Linked DNA regions of Zea mays: regions 2, 3, 4, 5 and 6 are each linked to region 1. The links are chromatin contacts, called in public Hi-C maps. All regions are on one chromosome and are shown on one strand. Each heading gives the region's core, a stretch centred on a gene start, on an enhancer-like site or on the middle of the called end of the contact. The rest is flanking DNA. Distances are from core to core; before and after follow the strand shown. Region 1 holds the start of LOC103629935 (amino acid transporter AVT1I). Region 2 holds the start of LOC103629938 (probable glucomannan 4-beta-mannosyltransferase 3). Region 3 holds the start of LOC100502502 (DCD (Development and Cell Death) domain protein). Region 4 holds the start of LOC542481 (soluble starch synthase 2-3, chloroplastic/amyloplastic). Region 5 has its middle 54 kb from the start of LOC100502502. Region 6 holds the start of LOC103629937 (beta-1,3-galactosyltransferase GALT1).

The links. A called contact is a pair of places that touch in the nucleus more often than the background predicts.
Region 2: a contact with region 1 is called in a Hi-C map of leaf, with 5 times the contacts expected there. The contact joins the promoter of LOC103629938 here to the promoter of LOC103629935 in region 1. A contact is called at or near these places in 3 of 25 Hi-C or Micro-C datasets (leaf and tassel).
Region 3: a contact with region 1 is called in a Hi-C map of leaf mesophyll, with 2.6 times the contacts expected there. The contact joins the promoter of LOC100502502 here to the promoter of LOC103629935 in region 1. A contact is called at or near these places in 7 of 25 Hi-C or Micro-C datasets (bundle sheath, ear, endosperm and 3 more).
Region 4: a contact with region 1 is called in a Hi-C map of bundle sheath, with 2.2 times the contacts expected there. The contact joins the promoter of LOC542481 here to the promoter of LOC103629935 in region 1. A contact is called at or near these places in 3 of 25 Hi-C or Micro-C datasets (bundle sheath, ear and tassel).
Region 5: a contact with region 1 is called in a Hi-C map of ear, with 2.2 times the contacts expected there. The contact joins the enhancer-like site here to the promoter of LOC103629935 in region 1. A contact is called at or near these places in 2 of 25 Hi-C or Micro-C datasets (ear and leaf).
Region 6: a contact with region 1 is called in a Hi-C map of tassel, with 4 times the contacts expected there. The contact joins the promoter of LOC103629937 here to the promoter of LOC103629935 in region 1. A contact is called at or near these places in 12 of 25 Hi-C or Micro-C datasets (bundle sheath, ear, endosperm and 3 more).

What each region holds. Positions count from the first base shown.
Region 1 is chr6:123,832,276-123,835,206 of Zm-B73-REFERENCE-NAM-5.0, reverse strand. LOC103629935 (amino acid transporter AVT1I) reads right to left here and starts at 1,509. Exons shown (of 3, transcript XM_008651034.3): 1 at 1-1,509.
Region 2 is chr6:124,075,377-124,078,307 of Zm-B73-REFERENCE-NAM-5.0, reverse strand. It overlaps LOC103629938 (probable glucomannan 4-beta-mannosyltransferase 3), which reads right to left and starts at 1,432. Exons shown (of 9, transcript XR_004850286.1): 1 at 759-1,432; 2 at 559-657.
Region 3 is chr6:123,620,258-123,623,188 of Zm-B73-REFERENCE-NAM-5.0, reverse strand. LOC100502502 (DCD (Development and Cell Death) domain protein) reads left to right here and starts at 1,539. Exons shown (of 5, transcript NM_001196980.1): 1 at 1,539-1,620; 2 at 2,170-2,931. The coding sequence starts at 2,175.
Region 4 is chr6:124,037,589-124,040,519 of Zm-B73-REFERENCE-NAM-5.0, reverse strand. It overlaps LOC542481 (soluble starch synthase 2-3, chloroplastic/amyloplastic), which reads right to left and starts at 1,564. Exons shown (of 9, transcript NM_001301653.1): 1 at 1,178-1,564; 2 at 822-1,073; 3 at 494-740; 4 at 330-394. The coding sequence starts at 1,447.
Region 5 is chr6:123,674,515-123,677,445 of Zm-B73-REFERENCE-NAM-5.0, reverse strand. No RefSeq gene overlaps it. Among protein-coding and RNA genes, the nearest start is that of LOC100502502, 54 kb to the right of the region's middle. Within about 2 kb of position 1,530, at least 16 of the 20 cell types and tissues checked have an H3K27ac peak or open chromatin away from gene starts, as enhancers often do. A contact at or near this core is called in ear and leaf, where this site is marked.
Region 6 is chr6:123,962,523-123,965,453 of Zm-B73-REFERENCE-NAM-5.0, reverse strand. LOC103629937 (beta-1,3-galactosyltransferase GALT1) reads right to left here and starts at 1,519. Exons shown (of 8, transcript XM_008651038.4): 1 at 1,185-1,519; 2 at 1-735. The coding sequence starts at 479.

The DNA.
Region 1 (2,931 bases), core at 260-2,759:
AGGCTTTTACACTTTGGGTCGAAAATGAACCTGTGAATCTGGGTTGGTGTCAACGAATCCAGGTTGAGGGTCAAAGGCATCAAACCCACTTTAGGTGACTATATTCTAGTCTCTCTAAGCACAAATTTTAGATAAGGACTGGTCAAAATTTCGAACTGACTACCAATAGTATTAAAATTATTCATTGGGGGGGGGGGGGGGGGGGGGGTTATAAATGTCTTGAAACTGCTTTCACAATCTCATATATTGTAATAGAAAATAGTGGTTAAAGAACATGCCAGAGATCATGTTGCGTCCAAAACATAAATAACTTTTACTGTACAAAGGAACTTACAACATTTAGTAGAAAACATAGAACATCAAAGCTAATTTCAATGTCCAGTGGATAGATCAAAGCTGAGAAATAAACAGTAACTTCCAGAATGTCTAGACTGATAATTGAGTGCACATGCAGTTACCAAGACAATACACTGTGACTTTCATTAAATACTTTGTACTTCATGAAATTGGATAGCATGCAAAAGAGAAGAGAGAATGCAGAAAGACAAACTGAGGGAGCCACAAGTCTGAGTGATAGCAAAAGGCTATAACGTTATCATAGTGCACTTGAGGTTGCTGTACTTTGATTCTGGTCTAGAATGATTTCAGTGGTAGGTCGGGTTTCCAATAACGGCCACAATCATTGTAACCTTAGCTGGATTTGTACAAAGCGATGGTTAATCAGACTATTCAATTTAAGTTGATCTGAGGAGTCAAGATTCATCCTGAACATGACTGACTGACCCACAAAAGTCCAATATAATTGTCAGGCAACTTCATGAGGAAAAGTCAATGCGAAAGGACCATTGATGCACACCTACTCAGCAAGCATCGGTAGGCATTGCTTTGAAACCCACTAAATCTTTGAACGGGCCCCACCATTGTTGATTCACTGCCCAAGATTCTTGCTGGGTCAGCATGAATTTTTACTGAACCAGGATCACAGATAACATAATCCAGCAGGGCGCTCTTCTCATCATAGGATGTAATCTGAGGTCACCATCCATGTCCATTACCAAGCTATCAAGCAGACACACAAAAAAATCATCAGAAGGTTGGATGTTCGTATGGAACTCAACCTCTGTCTAACCTAAAGCCCATTCTGTGGTCGTGGGTTCCCCCTTTTCTTGAATTGGCACATGCTAGCAGCCCGTAGTAGTATTGTCTAGTTTACTCTTTGTGTCACGCAGTAAAGGAGAATAGGAGGTGGAACCAAAAGTTACACGAGCCACCAAATCAGCACGGAATAAATGAGATGAAGATGCAATATAGCAGGAGAAGCACGAACCGAGTGTAAGATATGGCCGCGCTTCGTGTTTGCAACTGATGAGAATGCCTCCATTATCAGCGCACCCGCATTGACCCTTGTGCCGTGCGTCACCACTATGACTCGAAAGAAACTGCGCCGACAAAATAATAGCCTGCTGGGTGCTGGTACAGCGCACTTGCCACCGGAGGCCACATGAAACATCTAATCAATGGCGAGATGGCGGTGGAAGCCAGCGCTGCACAGCTCGACTCGCCGGAATGTTAGTCAATTGCGAAAAAGAAACTATCGGTTCCCGCAGCAGTGCGGCTCGCCGCGGTCGGTGCAGTGGTGGCCCTGAATGTGGGGGCAGAGGGGCGGTCGCCCCGGGCCCCCGAATTTATAGGGCCCAATTATAGTTATGTGATCCAATAGCTCATCAACAAAGTAATGAATATCTAAACATGTTAAAGAAAATTTTAAGGTGATACTATAATATATATCCTTTTATTTACGTATTATTTGATATAAATATTTTTAGATGTATTTTAAGTGTTTAAGTAGTAACATTTTTATATTAAAAATAATTTGAAGGGCCTCTATTTGAAACATTGTCCTGGTCCCCTAAAACGTTAGGACCGCCGCTGGGTCGGTGGGTGCTGGTCGCCCCGCCGTCGAGGCCGTCGGCACTAGGCACGCACAGTCGAAAGAAAAAATCCGCCGCCTCGCCGGGAGTCGTGCGGAAGTGAGAATGGGCCGATGGGCTGCCATGTATTACAGACCCCCAAAGAGCCTGCCCTTTTTCTAGAGGACCAAGAGGCCTGGTCGGTGGTGCAGCACAGGAAACAATCGGGCCGCATTTGGGAACCCCGTGTCCGTGATCAAGGCCTACTGCATGATGCAGCGGGAGTCCACAAGCGACTAGTTAAATGACATACGGCCTGTCTATTTTTGTACAGAAATCGTATACGAAATAAAGATATGACATTGTTTTTTTTACCATGAGTTATCGTATGTGAGACTTGATCCTAGGCTCTTGGCACACATTTGAGATGCATCTAGATTTGTCCTTAAATTCGGGTGTGACACAGCACCGCTGGTGCTACCACAGTTTCATCCTCCACGTCCGCTCCACGCGCCCCGTGCGCTACTGCGCCTGCCCAGCAACTAACACCCACCCGTACAAAAAATAGTGCAGAGTGAGCACTCGAACTATACCCTCCTGCTTCATAAATTTAGAGATAACCATCAAACCACATATACCATATTATTTAAAAATAAACAATTATTATATTTAAATAAATATATTAATATATATTTATATAATAAATAATAACCGTAGAAAAGCACGAGCAACTAACTAGTTAAATGAATAAGATGGGCTAGCCCGTTAAATCAAACACTAGCCCTCCGGAACCGCAAGCCTACATGGCTACATGATGCGGAAGCGGAAGCCGCACTTCAGAAGAAAAAAAAAAGGCAAGCCTACCGGCTAGCTAGCGCGTGCAACTGCCTCGGCCCATTTTCCACACAGGCTTGATTCAGAAACCGCGCGAGGCTGACCCAGAGAAGAAAAAGAAAGCACTTGCCGATCCTCGTGTCCAGCCCATCTATATCATATCGGCTTATCTTATCTGCCAACACAA
Region 2 (2,931 bases), core at 183-2,682, 240 kb before region 1:
GGTGTGGCCGGCTACACAGAGTAGACGTACCTCATCTCCAACTATTGTTTTTCTCTTAGACTCGTACGAGTCGGGGCTACCAATGATATAAATGATGGCTTGCATTGGCTTTAGGAACTTGCCCCGGCATCATCGTCTGAGTCGTTATTGTTGGTGGTTTTGGAGCTTTTTGGCTTTAGGTCTTCTGGTTTAGACTCTTTCAGAAGTTTCTACTCAAAACCTCTGATGTGTCGGCACTCTTGCATAGTAGAGTGCGTAGTATGCTGACTCTGTGGATGGTACGTGCATCTCCCCTCCATTAATGTTATAGTATTTGAATGTAGTTAAATAGTTGGGAATAATGCAAACATTAATGTTTTAACTTTTAAATATGCTTGCTATAAAATGTATTTTATAATTAATATAATAATATGTGTTTGATGTCACAAATATTAGTGTTTTTTTTTCTTGAACATGATTTATTGAAAGACGATTTTTTTAAAATAAACCTATTTGACTCATCACTTCAGCTGGCAACGTACCTAACGATGACTGAAGGCTAGAAGATTCGAAGTTTACCTTAACCGTCGGATCCGTGGAATCGTCGAGAACCTGTACGATCACCCTATCCGACGGCCACCACATCCCGCATGCTGCTTCAATGGATAGCTTGTACACCTGCGCGCACACAAAAGAAAGGAACGGTACGGCATTATTTGCATTGCGTTGGTGCCGATGTGCCGAGGCGCCGCCAATGTACTGAGAGAGTGGACACGGACCTCCCGTTCGTTGTACATGGGGATTTGGACGAGCACCATGGGGTAGCCGACGCTGCAGCCGGCCTCCTCCTCGTCCCCGTCCACCTCGGCGGTGGGGCCGGCAATGGGGCACGGCGCCCGCCGGGGCAGAAGGCTGGCGGCGGCCAGGAACACGGCGTCGGCGAGGAGCATGGCCGACAGGGCCAGGCAGACCCACGACGCGGCGGCCAGCGCCGGCGCCACTGCCGCCGCGCGCGCCGCGTCCCACGCGGCCCGCAGCGCCTCGCCGCCTGACGACGGAAGCAACCGGCGCGGAAGCAGGGTCGTCGACCCGTCAAGGTCGAGCCATGCTCCCGCCACCGCGGCTAAGGAGGCTATTGCCGCCGTACCGGCCATTGCTCACGCCTTCCCGCACGCGCGTCCGCGTCCGCCTGCCCTCTCGGCCTCTCCGGTGCGGCCTGCGGCCCTCAGGAGCTGCAGCCTGCAGCTTTTGGAGACGTTGTCGTTGCTTTTCCTGGGTCGCGTCGGTGGCTCGGTGCGGGAGGTGAGTGATGACTGATGAGATGAGTGATGAGGCTAGTGGTGGTGCAGTACAAGAAGCTCACGAGATGATCGCTCTGATTCGCCGGCTTAACCACAGCTTTGATTTCCGACATGTTAGCCAACGCGCACCAGACCCCACAGTTCAGTGTTGAGGGCTAGTGGCTCACTACCTCTTGCGCTACGAGCATCACGCTCCTTGGCCTACTTGTTGCCTTGTTGGTCGGTATCACGTATCGGTACCGCCCGTGGGCCCAGTGTCTGTTTGCCGGCCCCAGTGTCGCTTCCGTCCGCAGTTCCTCGAGACCACAACGCATGGCAGGCTTTGTAGTCATTGGCCCATCAGCAACAGCAACCCAAGGCCAAGGGATGAGAGGAAATGCCAAGAGCGAACGTGTTCGTTCGTTCGTGGTGGTTGGCTTGCTGCTGCCGCCCGACGAAACGTCGCCGTCGCGGCCGCGCCCCCATCCCGACCGGCCGGCCGGCCGGCCACGAATGGTATGGATGGACGGGCCAGAGCTTTTGATGCCCCCGTTTTTGGATGCTCCCTCGTCGTGTTTCTGGTGCCCAGCAACAATGATATACGGCGAAAATAAATCAACCACCACACACACCTCCCCTACGGTGGTACCCCTTGGGTCGCGCACGGAAGGAGGATGCACAGAACAGCTCAGCCGGACGCATCCGTTCCGTCCCGCATGCACGTGCACGAGAAGATGACGAGTCCAGAATGTTTTGTTTCTGAATTAAAACAGCAGAACTGGTTATTTTTTCAAAACTACGCATTATGTTCAGAAAAAAACACTTTTGCCACACTCCTGCGGAGCTAGTAGACTGCATTGTTCATTCAGTAGAATTTAAAAAAGGAAATGCTACTGGAGATAGCCCGCCTACGAGGCCTTTTCTTCCGCTCGAGAGGCTCCTAAGGTGACGAGAAGACCAAAATATCACATAAACAAAGTGGGAATAGACTTTTTTTCGAATTTCTTTTACAACTACTCCCTCCGTACTAAAATGATTGTCGTTTTCACTTTTCGAGAAGTCAAAGATTTTTAACTTTGACCAAATATATATAACAAAATATTAATATTTATAGTAGATAATTAGCACCATTAGATAGATCTTTAAATCTATTTTCTTAATAAACTTATTTGGAGATACAAATATTGATAATCTTTCCTGTAAATCTAGTCAAACTTGAGAAACTTTGATCGTCATGAATACCATAGTGACAAATATTTTGGGACGAAGGGACTAGATGCAATGAACTAGAGCAATACGTAGACCACATACATTTGTTCGTAACTTGCGCATAAAATTGCATAGCTTTAAACTCTCTCTCTATCTCTCTTTATATATATATACCTAAAAAATTGAACTATTGAACTATGCCTATAGAGTTATAGCTCAAACCAAATTTGAACATACTACGTGGTTGGAGTTGAAGGTGTCCTCTTGTAAGCCTGAAAACCATTTGGACCAATGTTGGAGGATAACATAAAACTGAGGTATGGAGCAACGGTGAAGGATAAGATAAAAGTGAGGTATGGATGAGAGAGAGAAAATAGATAACAAGATTTGAACTATCAATATATTGAAAGAAAACATTATACAATAACTATTGCACCACACATGTCTTCGAGGTATGGTAGCT
Region 3 (2,931 bases), core at 290-2,789, 210 kb after region 1:
AATCATGTAACAAGGTACGTTTCTAGACTTAGTACATTAATTTGGATACTAATGTATTGTGTCTAAGTGCTGGAAACAGGAGAAAATAGATTGGAAAAAGAGTTGGCTGTGTACAACCAACTGCTGCTCAGTCTGGGTGCACCGGACTGTCCGGTGGTGCACCAGACAGTGTCCGGTGTGCCAGACAAGTCCAAGGTGAACCGGCCGCTCTTGGGACTCGACGGCGGCGTACGACTATAATTCACCGGACCGTCCGGTGGTGCACCGGACTGTCCGGTGAGTCGTCCGCAGCGAAGTCGTCGCTCTCGGGAAAAGTTCAACGACGTACGGCTAAAATTCACCAGACAGTTCGGTGGTGCACCGGACTTTCCGGTGAGCCAACGGCCGCTAGCGCAACGGTCGACCGCCAAATCCGCGGCCGACGCGTGGCCCGCTCCAACGGTCGGCAGGGGGCACCGGACTGTCCGGTGTGCACCGGACAATGTCCGGTGCGCCAACGGGCCCGACGCTGCAACGGTCGGCTCCACCAGATTAAGAAGGAGATCGCGCACCGGACATGAACAGTGGCTGTCCGGTGGTGCACCGGACTGTCCGGTGCGCCACCCGACAGAAGGCAACTTTGGCCTTCCAAGAATGCCTCCAACGACTTCTAGCTGCCTTGGGGCTATAAAAGGGACCCCTAGGCGCATAGAGGAGTCATCCAAGCATACTTTGAGCATTCTAAGTCTTCTACACTCCGTCTTTGCGCACTTGATTGACTTTGTTAGTGATTTGAGCTCTGTTCTAGTAGTGAACTCGCTGTGCTTCATTCGAGCTCAAGTCTTGGCTTGTGTGTGTGCGTATTGCTGCGAATTTGTGTGTGTTGCTTCCCACCCTTACTCTTGTGCTCTCACTTTGATATTTGTTGTAAGGGCGAGAGACTCCAACTTGTGGAGATTCCTCGCAAACGGGAAAAAAGATAAGCAAAGAAGAACACCGTGGTATTCAAGTTGATCATTGGATCACTTGAAAGGGGTTGAGTGCAACCCTCGTCCATCGGGACGCCACAACGCGGAGGTAGGCAAGTGTTATACTTGCCGAACCACGGGATAAACTCGCGTGTCTTTTGTGATTGTTTTTCTGTGATACTTGTGTGGTTGCAAGAGCTCGCTACTTAGCCATTCTAATACTTAACCAAGTTTTGTGGCTATTAGTTATTGAATTTTACAGGATCACTTATTCACCCCCTCTAGGTGCTCTCACACCTCTTAGTTGAAGAAACGAGCGAACATGTGAGCTATAAAAAAGTTGTTGGATTCCTTTTGAACTCATAAATTTCTCGCCATTTCAACAAAGATAAAAGTAATAATTGTTCTTGTCAATTTAATATTTATATATGGATTATATATTTATTTAATATTTTTTATTTTTATTTTTTGGATATTAAATATGGATGTGTGCATTGTAGCGATGAACATCTATATCATAAAGTAGGAGCATTATACTATTTTATTTAAATATAAATAGAGAGCAGGTAGAGGGAATTGAGTGTGAGAAAAGATCGTAACCCTAATCGGACAAAATCGGGCTATCTTCTTCCTATATATCCCGTCGCCGCTGCCTCGGCCGTTTCATGTCCAGGTAAAAGGAAAAATCGCCCCATCCCCTGACTATCACTGGCTCACTGCCCTTCCACCTACAGGTTCCAGGTATGTCGCCCCCTTCCTCGGCCGCTCCGCATAGTAGAGTCATTTCCCACAAGTTCTCTCTCGAATCGGTTAGAATGGTAGGGTTTCCCCCAAAAAATCCCTTGTTAGGGGTACGATTGATTCCCCCAAACTTCGAACCGGTTAGAACCGTAGATTTTTTCCTCAAAAATCCTTGTTAGGAGCACGGTCGATTCCCCTAAAATTCGAATAGGTCAGAACCGTAGAATCCCCCCTCCCAAATTCCTTGTTAGGAGCACGATTCTTCTCTAGATCCGATAAAATCGTAGATCCCCTCCCCGAAAATGTTCGTTTATATGCTTCTATCCAGCCGTGCGCAATAACTGTCGATTGTGGTGGATCCAGGTCTGCTATTCGTTTATATGCTTTGATTCATCCGTGCGCAATAACTGTCGATTTGGTGGATCCAATTCTACTTTTGTGGTAATAATTCTCGTCTCCTCCTCAAATCTGCACCGAGCAGCGGCCATGGTGAAGAAGCCCAACGGTGTCGCCAAGGCCACGGCGACCTCTGCTGACGCGGCAGCCCAGCCATCCAAGGAGAATCCGTCCACCCCTGGGTTGGTCAAGGCCTCGAAGTTTAAGAAGAGAAAGGTCAAGGCCAACCGTGCGAAGCAGGCAGTCGCTGCAGCAGCTATTGACGAGGTCGCCCCTGTAGGTGCAGGCACTGGTGATGGCGATGCATCTGCATCAGCGGCTTTACCGCAACCATCCGATGTTGCCGAGGCATTACTTGTGGTGCAAACGCCAAAGTCAACCACTTTTGCTGAGGCATCACCTGTGGCACAGACGCAGAAGCCAGCCACTGATGCTGAAGGATTGGTGCCTGCACCAATACCAACCACTGCTGTAGCATCAGCTTCGTCGCCAAAGCCAAAACCAGCTCAAGCTAATGCTGATGCTGCAGCTGCAATTTCTGCCAGCAAGGGCAATGGTGTGGGTGCTGATAATAGTAGGGGTGATGGTGAGATGAAGAACAAGAAAGAGAGGGCCATGAGTGACAAGGGGAAGGAGGTTATGGAGGAAGGAGGAAGTAAGGGAAAGGGTAAGGGTAAGGGGAAGAAGGCTGTGGTCAAGAAGGAAGAAAGGGGTGACCGTAAGGTTGCAGGGTTTATATTCATGTGCAATGCAAAGACTAAGAAGGAGTGCTACCAGAGTCGCTTGTTTGGGATGCCTAGTGGGAAGATTGAAATGGTCAAGAAGATTAGGCCAGGGGTCAAGCTGT
Region 4 (2,931 bases), core at 315-2,814, 210 kb before region 1:
TTCGCAATATGTGGCTGTTATGTTTTATAGGTAACTTAGCTATGTAACACAAATACACAAATGCTACCTCAAGCAATGTTTCCTGACAAGATATCAATTGCCAAACTTTTGTATGTATGATGAGTATGGTCATGGTTTAAAATGTTTGTTCTTTAAGAATAGGGATAGCACTTTTAGATCTTGTTTTTTACGTGGATTCAACACCGCGCATCTTATGAGATACAAGTTTCCAGCTATGAAACTCAAGTTCTCAACTTGTAGATTCACCATATATGTAAGATGATGAGAAAACAGGAAATCTAAAGAAAACAGAAGGGCAAGTGTACTACCATAACACGATGTCCTCTTCTCGCTAAAGCCTTGGGTAAAGCTCCCACAACATCTCCAAGACCACCTAAAATATTCGACAATTGCTCACATCACACATCAGTAACTCCATCAAACTCAAACGAAAAGCAGTTCTGAAAGAATCCGCTAAGAGTAATGTTCTTGCCTGTTTTGCACCATGGAGAACATTCAGCAGCCACCACGATCACGTTCATAACATTCTCCCCGGCCAAAGGCCCAGAATCATTGTCCCCATAATGTTCAAAAGAACCAGCATCATCTGCACCAACCCTGGAATCATCCTTCGCTTCGTCAGGCTCGTCAAAACCGATGTATTTCTTGAAATCCCAAGTGGCCTCCTGTACTAATGGCTCAACTGTAGGAGGTGCAATTCCATTTGAATCTCCGTCAACCTGTGCATATTTCTTTTCAGCAAGCGCAGCAATACCATCGGTGTCAGGATTGGGAATGGAAACCGGCGGCACGGAGTTTACCGCAGGCGATTCATGCAGTGGCTTCGGGGCTGGGAGGACAGTCTCCGGCGCTATGTCCCCAGAGGGAAGGATCATCCTGTAGCCCGGCGCTGGGAACTTCACTATGCTCGTCGGCGGCGCGGCGACGATGGACTTGATCTCAACGTCCGCCAATGCGGCGTTCTGGCAGGACGCGGCGCCGGTCCTGGCCGTGTTTCCCGTCGCGGAGCCGTACCGGCCGACCGGCTGAAGAGGATCCCTCCGTTTGGAGACCTGATCATGAACGCACGTAGGTTTCAGAAAACAAACAGTGATCCAAATCGAGGTCCAGGGGGTATAGAACTATAGATACAAGATATATGCGTCGACCAACTAACCGCATTGCGCCGAGCGCGGGGCAACCTGGCGGCGTCGCCGCTCCTCTCCGGCGGCGCGTCCTTGCCCCCGGCCTCAGCCTCAGCGCGCACCAGCGCTGCGTCCCGGGGCGCGCGCGGCGGCGACGGTGGCGCCCAGAACGCGAAACTCAGGCTGGCGCCGGTGTGGAACGGCGAGGAGCCGACCCTAGCCCGCCTGCGGCCCCCGGGGGAGGCGGAGGCGAGCGCGAGGAAGAAGGTGGAGGAAGAGGACGACACGGCCGCCGACGACATGGCGGCGGGATCGATCGGGGCGGGGCGGAAGCTCGTCCAATGGGCGCGGGGTCGCGCCGCCGGCAGTGCCGCACGGGAGCGCAGCGCACGCGGTGGGCAGCGGACAGCGGTAGAGTGGGGAGTGGCGAGTGAGGAGGGTTTACGGCACCCCGTGAGGTTGTTGTGTGGCTGGCGAATAGGGCCAAGCGGATCACGGCGGGGACGCCGTGACGGAGCCAGGCGTCGCGCGAACGGCCTCCCGTCGTTTGCTCGCGCTTTTGCGGCTGTGGCGCGCGCACTTGGAAAGAAGCGGCCGGCGCACGAGCAGGAGCCAGCTGCCAGCCGTTTCCTTGGTGTGCTTCGGCTACCTACGGCAGCCCAGCGAGAGGCCGTGCTTTGCCAATCACACGTGGGCCCGGAGTTTCACTGGTCCCACCCGTCGGCCGCACGAGTGGACCCGAGGGGTTTTGCTACTTGGAAAGGTGGCACGATGGAAAATGGCGTGCTTCGGGGTATGGATCTTGTATAAGCAGCGGGGCCCACTTTATAGAGAGCAATAGAGTGGCGTGCTGACAGTCGGGCTGTGCCTTGGAAGGAAGCATGATCGAAAGGGTGCAGTGTTTGGTCACTCAGCTGAAAGGTAAGCATAGGCTAGACGGCTACACCCGACGGCGGAGGATGGTGCCGTGGACACGGTAAAGAGCAGACTGCAGGAATCCCATGTTTCAAAAAAAGAGAAAAGCAAGTTCCATCTCTCGAAAAAAAAAACCGTCAACAGTTGACATGTTCCACCGACGGCAACCTTCATCGCGGCGGCGGCACAAAATCCTGATTGAAATTTGTTTTCCTCCTCCTCCCTCCTCCCTTTCTCTGTGGGACATCTTTCTATGGCTTGCTTGCGTTTCGTAGGGACGTAGTGTTGTTGTTTCTCTAGTTATGGGGCCATGGAGGGGGTTGGGGTCTGAGGTGGAAGTTTTGGGTGATCCTTGGGTTGCGTCGGCGGTGTCGGGAGTCCAGTTGGCCTAGCCCGTGAGCTCGGTTTCAACAGATTGCGCCACATCCTCCATGGATGGATCGAGATCGTTGAAGGTTGTGGATACGAATGACCTAATTGGTAGGTTATCTCTCCCCCACCTCGCCGCTTTCTCCTCCTTGCTGTGGGTGGCCCTTCCACTTTTCGCATTGGCTTCCATGGGGGTTGGCGGTGGATCCAGCGTCAACCTCCCTCAGGCCGTGAGGAGTGGCCTCGTCTCAGATTCAGGATTTCTCGGTCGTTGCTGAAGGCCGAGAGGAGGGAGGCGAAAGACTGGACTCAGAAGTGGGAGCGGGGCAACAATAAGGAGAGTCCTCAAGAGCAGCAACAATGGGGAAGGAACAGGAACTTGAGCTGGAGATTGAAGCCACCTATAGGAAGGATGCCAGTCAAGGGCGACTTCGTTGGATCGTCTTCATCCGGAGAGATGTTGATGCAAGGTAACCCTAACTCTCAGATCTCCCCTCCAGTG
Region 5 (2,931 bases), core at 281-2,780, 160 kb after region 1:
TTTGCTCCTTTCTTTTTGAACCCTAACTTTAACTTTTTATTGGTTTGTGTTAAACCTTTGGCACCTGTAGAACATATAATCTAGAGCAAACTAGTTAGTCCAATTATTTGTGTTGGGCAATTCAACCACCAAAATCATTTAGGAAAAGATTTGAGCATATTTCCCTTTCACCTCTGAAGGCCTTATCTTACTACGTTTCATTTTAACACATTGATTTGCATGTTAAGTTGACTATATGTTATTATTCGAACAATGTGCAATGTTGTTCATTTATGTAATCGTTGTGTACGTGAATTCTGATTCTAACACGTACATAGTTCGTATTTGATTTGTCTTCTAAAACCAGGTGTGACATAAGTATGGTCCTCTAAGCCTCCAACGGCCCCCCTCTTTGGCTCTCTCTTGTGGGGGGAGGGATAAATAAATCCCCCGAAATACGGGTGAGCCCTAATATTTCCCCTTTCACTAGTCAGTGCTTTTAATTGTGAAATTAATTCTTTTCAAATTTAATTAACTAACAATGGATATTATGCAACCATAAATATTGTATAATTTTTTTACAATCCAAAAATCGATGTATAAAAGTTAAATTAGCATATAGCCCGTGATAACGCTACGATCTCTATGAGGGGAGAGGGTCCTGTAGATATTATTTGGTTTGTGATTGATAGATGGAACAGTTTCATAGCTTGTTATAGTGGCCAGACCCCCAAAACACACACTGTGTCACAAGTAGCACAATTGTGACATTAATGGTAAGCTGCACGAGCAAATCCACAATAATTTAAATTTTTTGTGGCAGAGGATTGTTAATTTGATGCATAAGAACATGATAGGCTCAATATTTTTACAGAAAAAAAATCTTTATCCCCAAGGGCTTCACCTAAAAATATATTCGAACCCCATATATCACCAAAACAAATCAATAAATCCTCTTTATCTTCCCAAACCATTTGAGTTAGGTCAATGAGCTGAGAATGATGGCAAGATCATCTCAAGAACTCCATCCCAACAGCTTCTGCCTTGAGCAAAACGCTTTATTGAATGGATAGCATGCTAGGAAACCAAGCATTACGAACAATGGTGAATAGATGTTGGTAGATCTTAAGATGGTACACGGTTTTTGGTCCAAGACAATTTGACCAAACTAAACCCCACAGTGAAAGAAATTAATTTGACGCCAATTTGACAACAACATTAAGTCTATGGAGCACTCGATAGGGACATTGTCCATTACCGGGTCAGAAAGTGGAGATGAGGAATTTGAGACGTTTACCTCACTCGACGTCGGCTGTAGATCCGTGCATGGCGCTTGACTTGAGTAGTCGACCGATGGTGGGCTCCTGCGCTGCACCTTGGCCCCACTGGCGCTGTCCCGGAGGCCGCCCTTGCCGAACAGCGAGCACCCGCTGTGCCGCTCCCGATGCATACCCGAGCACCGAGGGTGAAGGGGAGAGAGATGAGCGACGACCAAGCCAGCACGAGGCACGAACAAGGACAGATCTGATGGGAGTGCAACTGTGCTGTAGTTGGCGGGCACCATAGCCAGTGGACCTTCCCTTGAATTGGACCCGCATTCTAGGCCGTGAAATGGACCGAACCCTGGCCCAAGAAAAAGGAATAGTTACAATCGAGTCCAGGATCAAGTATACGAGTAGCACACTGAAACTGAGCCCAGAGACAAGGAACCCTCTCCTGACTATATAATGCGAGCAAGTGATACACTGTTGGTTAGATTCTATTCATTATACTAATCTCATTTGTTACTCACATAAGAGAGCCCTGCCCTGTGCCTCGGCGGGTGACGGGGTCGCGGGTAAGGGCCAGCGGCGGACCAAAGGGTTTAGGGGACCGGGGCAAATTTAAAATAGAGTCCGATTAAACTATTGTTATATAAAAATGATACTAATATATAAACTCAAGACACATCTAAAAAATGTTTATATCAAGCAATAAATAAATAAAAAGATACATATTATAATATTATCTTAAAAGTTATTTTAACATGTTTAAATACGACCGGGTTGTGAACGTTTCGTGGCTGCTAATTATTCGACATTTCACGATTAAGCTATTATGTCTGATAGCCTAATTACTGAATGTATAACTTGTCGGCGTTTCGACCCCGGGGGGTCCTTAGACCAACGAGTAAATTGTCGCTGTGTGTCCCAGCCCAGATGGGTCGGCGCGAGATGGAACACAAGGGGGAAAAAAGGGGAACCGCGGCTCGTGTTATCCTGCGCCCAGGGCGGATGCGCTTGCAGTAGGGGGTTACAAGCGTTCGCGAGAGAGGGAGAGAGCATGTTCGTCAGCCCATCCTCCCGCGCGGCCACCTTCTCGTACGAGGGCCCTGGACCTTCCTTTTATAGATGTAAGGAGAGGGCCCAGGTGTACAATGGGGGGTGTAGCAGTATGCTAACGTGTCCGGCAGAGAGGAGCCAGAGTCCTATGTACATGCCGACGTGGCTGTAAAAGAGGTGTTAGTGCCCTGTGCATGTGGCGTCGTGGCCATCGGAGGAGCGCTTGAGCCCTGTAGAAGCACAACTGTCGGGGCTGACGGGACCTTGCTGACGTCTCCTTGCTTCCGTAAGGGGCTGAGAACCGCCGTCGTCATGGGAGCATGCGGGGTGCCATCATTACTTGTTTTACCGGGGCGAGCCAGATGGGACGCCGGTCTTGTTCCCCATAGCCTGAGCTGGCTAGGGGTAGGGTAATGATGTACCCCCCTGCGATGTGGTTGGTCCGAGCCCAAGGTCGGGCGGGGCGGAGACTCCTTCGAGGTCGAGGCTGAGTCCGAGCCCTGGGGTTGGGCGAGGCGGAGACCGTCTTCCGAGGTCGAGGTAGAGTCCGAGCCCTAGGGTCGGGCGAGGCGGAGATCGTCTTCCGAGGTCGAGGCGGGGGCTGAGCCCCAGGGTCGGGCGAGGCGGAGCT
Region 6 (2,931 bases), core at 270-2,769, 130 kb before region 1:
AATCTTGTGGCATTCATCCTTCTGATAGAATAAGGGCATTGCTTTCCTTTGTCCTTCTGCTGAATGCTGCCATTAACAGAAACTGCATCATCATATGCAAGGGCTGTATTGAGTTCCCTCCATGCAACTCCAGCTTCCTTGATTGCCTCTACTCCATCTGGTAGGATATGAACATGAGATAATAGCTGTTTCAAATGATTCCAAGAATGTAAAGATTGAAGTTCTCTATCAGAGAGATTTCTGGTAATGGAAAGGTTGGAAGCCAAGAGTCCAGTTGATATTACTTCAGAAGAAATCTGTAGATTCTGGATTGCAGGTGGGTTTGGAACATCCAACCAATGTAATTCTGCCGTCCTGTTTTGCTGGAAAACATACTGAAGCGAGTTTTCTACAAGTGGGTTATCCAATATCACATATCTTAACATCAAGATGATGAACAAAGATACAATGGCAAAGCCGCCATGCCATTTCTTCATCATTCAAAACCTTACGACAAGTTGTGTCTGGAGTTTGCATTCACTATATCTTCAATCTAAAGCATGGCATAAATTCAGAACAGCAATTTAGAACCACAATCCAATCAGAAAGTTGAACAAATTCCTGCTGTGCTGTCACCCTGATGTGGTGTATTCAACAACTCTTCAACGTAACCAAACATTCCCAGGTGTATCCAGAAAGCTTCATAACCACAAGGAAGCGTACCAACGAAACTTGATGCAGGTAGGAGTGTCCTACCTACCAGAAGAAAAAAGCAGACAAGAATAAATTTTATCCTGTAAAAGGAAGAAGGTGGCCGCTCATTAATGTTTTTTCGCACTGCACTAGAGATGTTGGTTGCATAAAAAAGGTCTCAAAATAGACAGCGAGAATCTAGCCTTCTAGCGTCATCGCACAAACCGCGCCGACAAATTTCTTTTTTAAGTGTTTTTTAAAAAGAAAGAGCATCACTCAGATACTGTTTCACCTTTAGAAATTCGCAGATCACCAAAGTCCCTACGAAATCTAGCGCACGCCACACGGGAAATAAAAAAAATGAAGCAGGCGGCAAAGCTCACGAGCACGCGAACCCCAAATTTCGCAGGAAATCGCTACACGACAGGGTCAGCCTCCGCACGATCGCCCCCCATCTCGCAATGTGTAACTCGAAGCCCGCAAAGCATAAGCCCAATGCCAGAACCACTGACCAGGAATCCACCGCCGCCGCCGCCACCCGGCTGCTAGCCCACTTCGCCTGAGTCCTGCCTAACCTCGCCGGCGCAGGCACCGCCTGAACAACGGAGCTAGCGAGCAGCAAGGACTGAGGAAGCCAGCGAGCCCAGGAGCGAAGTACGAACAAGTCAGGTGAAGGCAGGACGGGAGCGCAGGAGGGAAGTCAGAGACGGTGTGAGAAGGGAGCCTGTGAGGAGGCTGCTTCAGGTCCACGCCACGGACCGACCGACCGCGACAGGGCAAATAGGCGCCGTCGCGTGTCGGAGGGCCGGGCTCGCTCGGTCAGTCTCTTTTCCCTTTCGCGTCGGGCAGCGATTTGCGAGGGGTGGGTAACTGGGTAATGGGTAGGTGAGAGGGTGCGTGCCGTTTAGGTTGGCCGGGGCCAGACTGCGACCATGTTTGGCATAATTGCTTAAGAAGACAGTGAAAATCAGCTTCTGGTTATTGTCTATTTTTAATTTAGTCCGAGAAGTAGCTGAACTAATAAATTGTTGTAGAAGCTTTCTGTTTGGCACATATTTTGTTTATATCTGTGAAGAAGCTGAAAATAAGTTGTACCAAACAGGGTCTGCGGCCGCGTGATGTGGACGATCTCGCTCGTTAGCCTCTGTTGCTATAGCGGTCTGCGTGAAGGAAAGCAGAAGAACGACTTTGTACGAGCGGATTAGTGGACACTCGGTCGTAGGACCGAGGCCTCCCCCACACACACCCCATACGATACAACTGATTTTAAACCCATGCTCATGCCATCTCAACAGGTCGTATAAACGATTGTGCAAATTACTGTTTACACTATAGATTTAACTGTTTGCATAGTGAAGTTTAAAATAGGGAGTGAGATAGAGTCCGCTGAAGATAGTCTCATACCAGATAGCATCCATTATGACCTAGCATAGAGAATCTCATTCTAGAATTTCATTATTAGTTAAACATGTTCTGAATTTTGTGCCACAGTCTCACAATCTCAACATAAGTTGATAATATAATTTGTATTAGATTTTGTGCAGTATGTGTTGATGTCTTTTTGGGCCAAACATCAACGACCTCTAGAGCCTGCTCATGAGAACAGGACCTTAGATGTCCTCTCTATGGGAGTGCGGGCTATCCGTGTGGAGGCACCGGACCATCCACGACAACGCATAGAGCTTCGCTCTTCTCTACAGGCTGGCAGACCGTAGGCATGTAGGCGACGGACCGTCCACGATGGCACAAGGTACTTCACATAGAACCTAGATCTCGCTTCTTGGAAAGGACCCTGTCGGAGTCTCGGGGAGGAGAGATCGTAGGGTTGCTTCACAATCGACAGGCCACCCAAAGCACCTCTAAACGACGTAAAGCCGAAGAGGTAAAGATTGAGGTTGTGGAACTACAACTAAGACTAAATTATGGTTAGACTACTCCTAGATCAAATGCATTAGGTAAAATTGGTTTGATAGATCGATTGTTGGTTGATTCAATCGATATTACCCCTTCATGTATATGGGTGAGTTTTGGACCTGTTTCTAGGCGAAACCCTAGAGTTTCCCATGAGTTAGTAGGATAACCTTCCATGGAATAAGCTTAACATGTTCGCTTCGGATTAAAGTCAGCTTTCGAACTACTGCAGTTGCAATCCATGGAGACAAAACACTATAGAAGTAGTATAAGCCGGTACGGATTAAAGCCAAGCGAACAAAGATTCCAGCCTGACACTACAGTAAACTCTGATTGTGTGCATCTGAG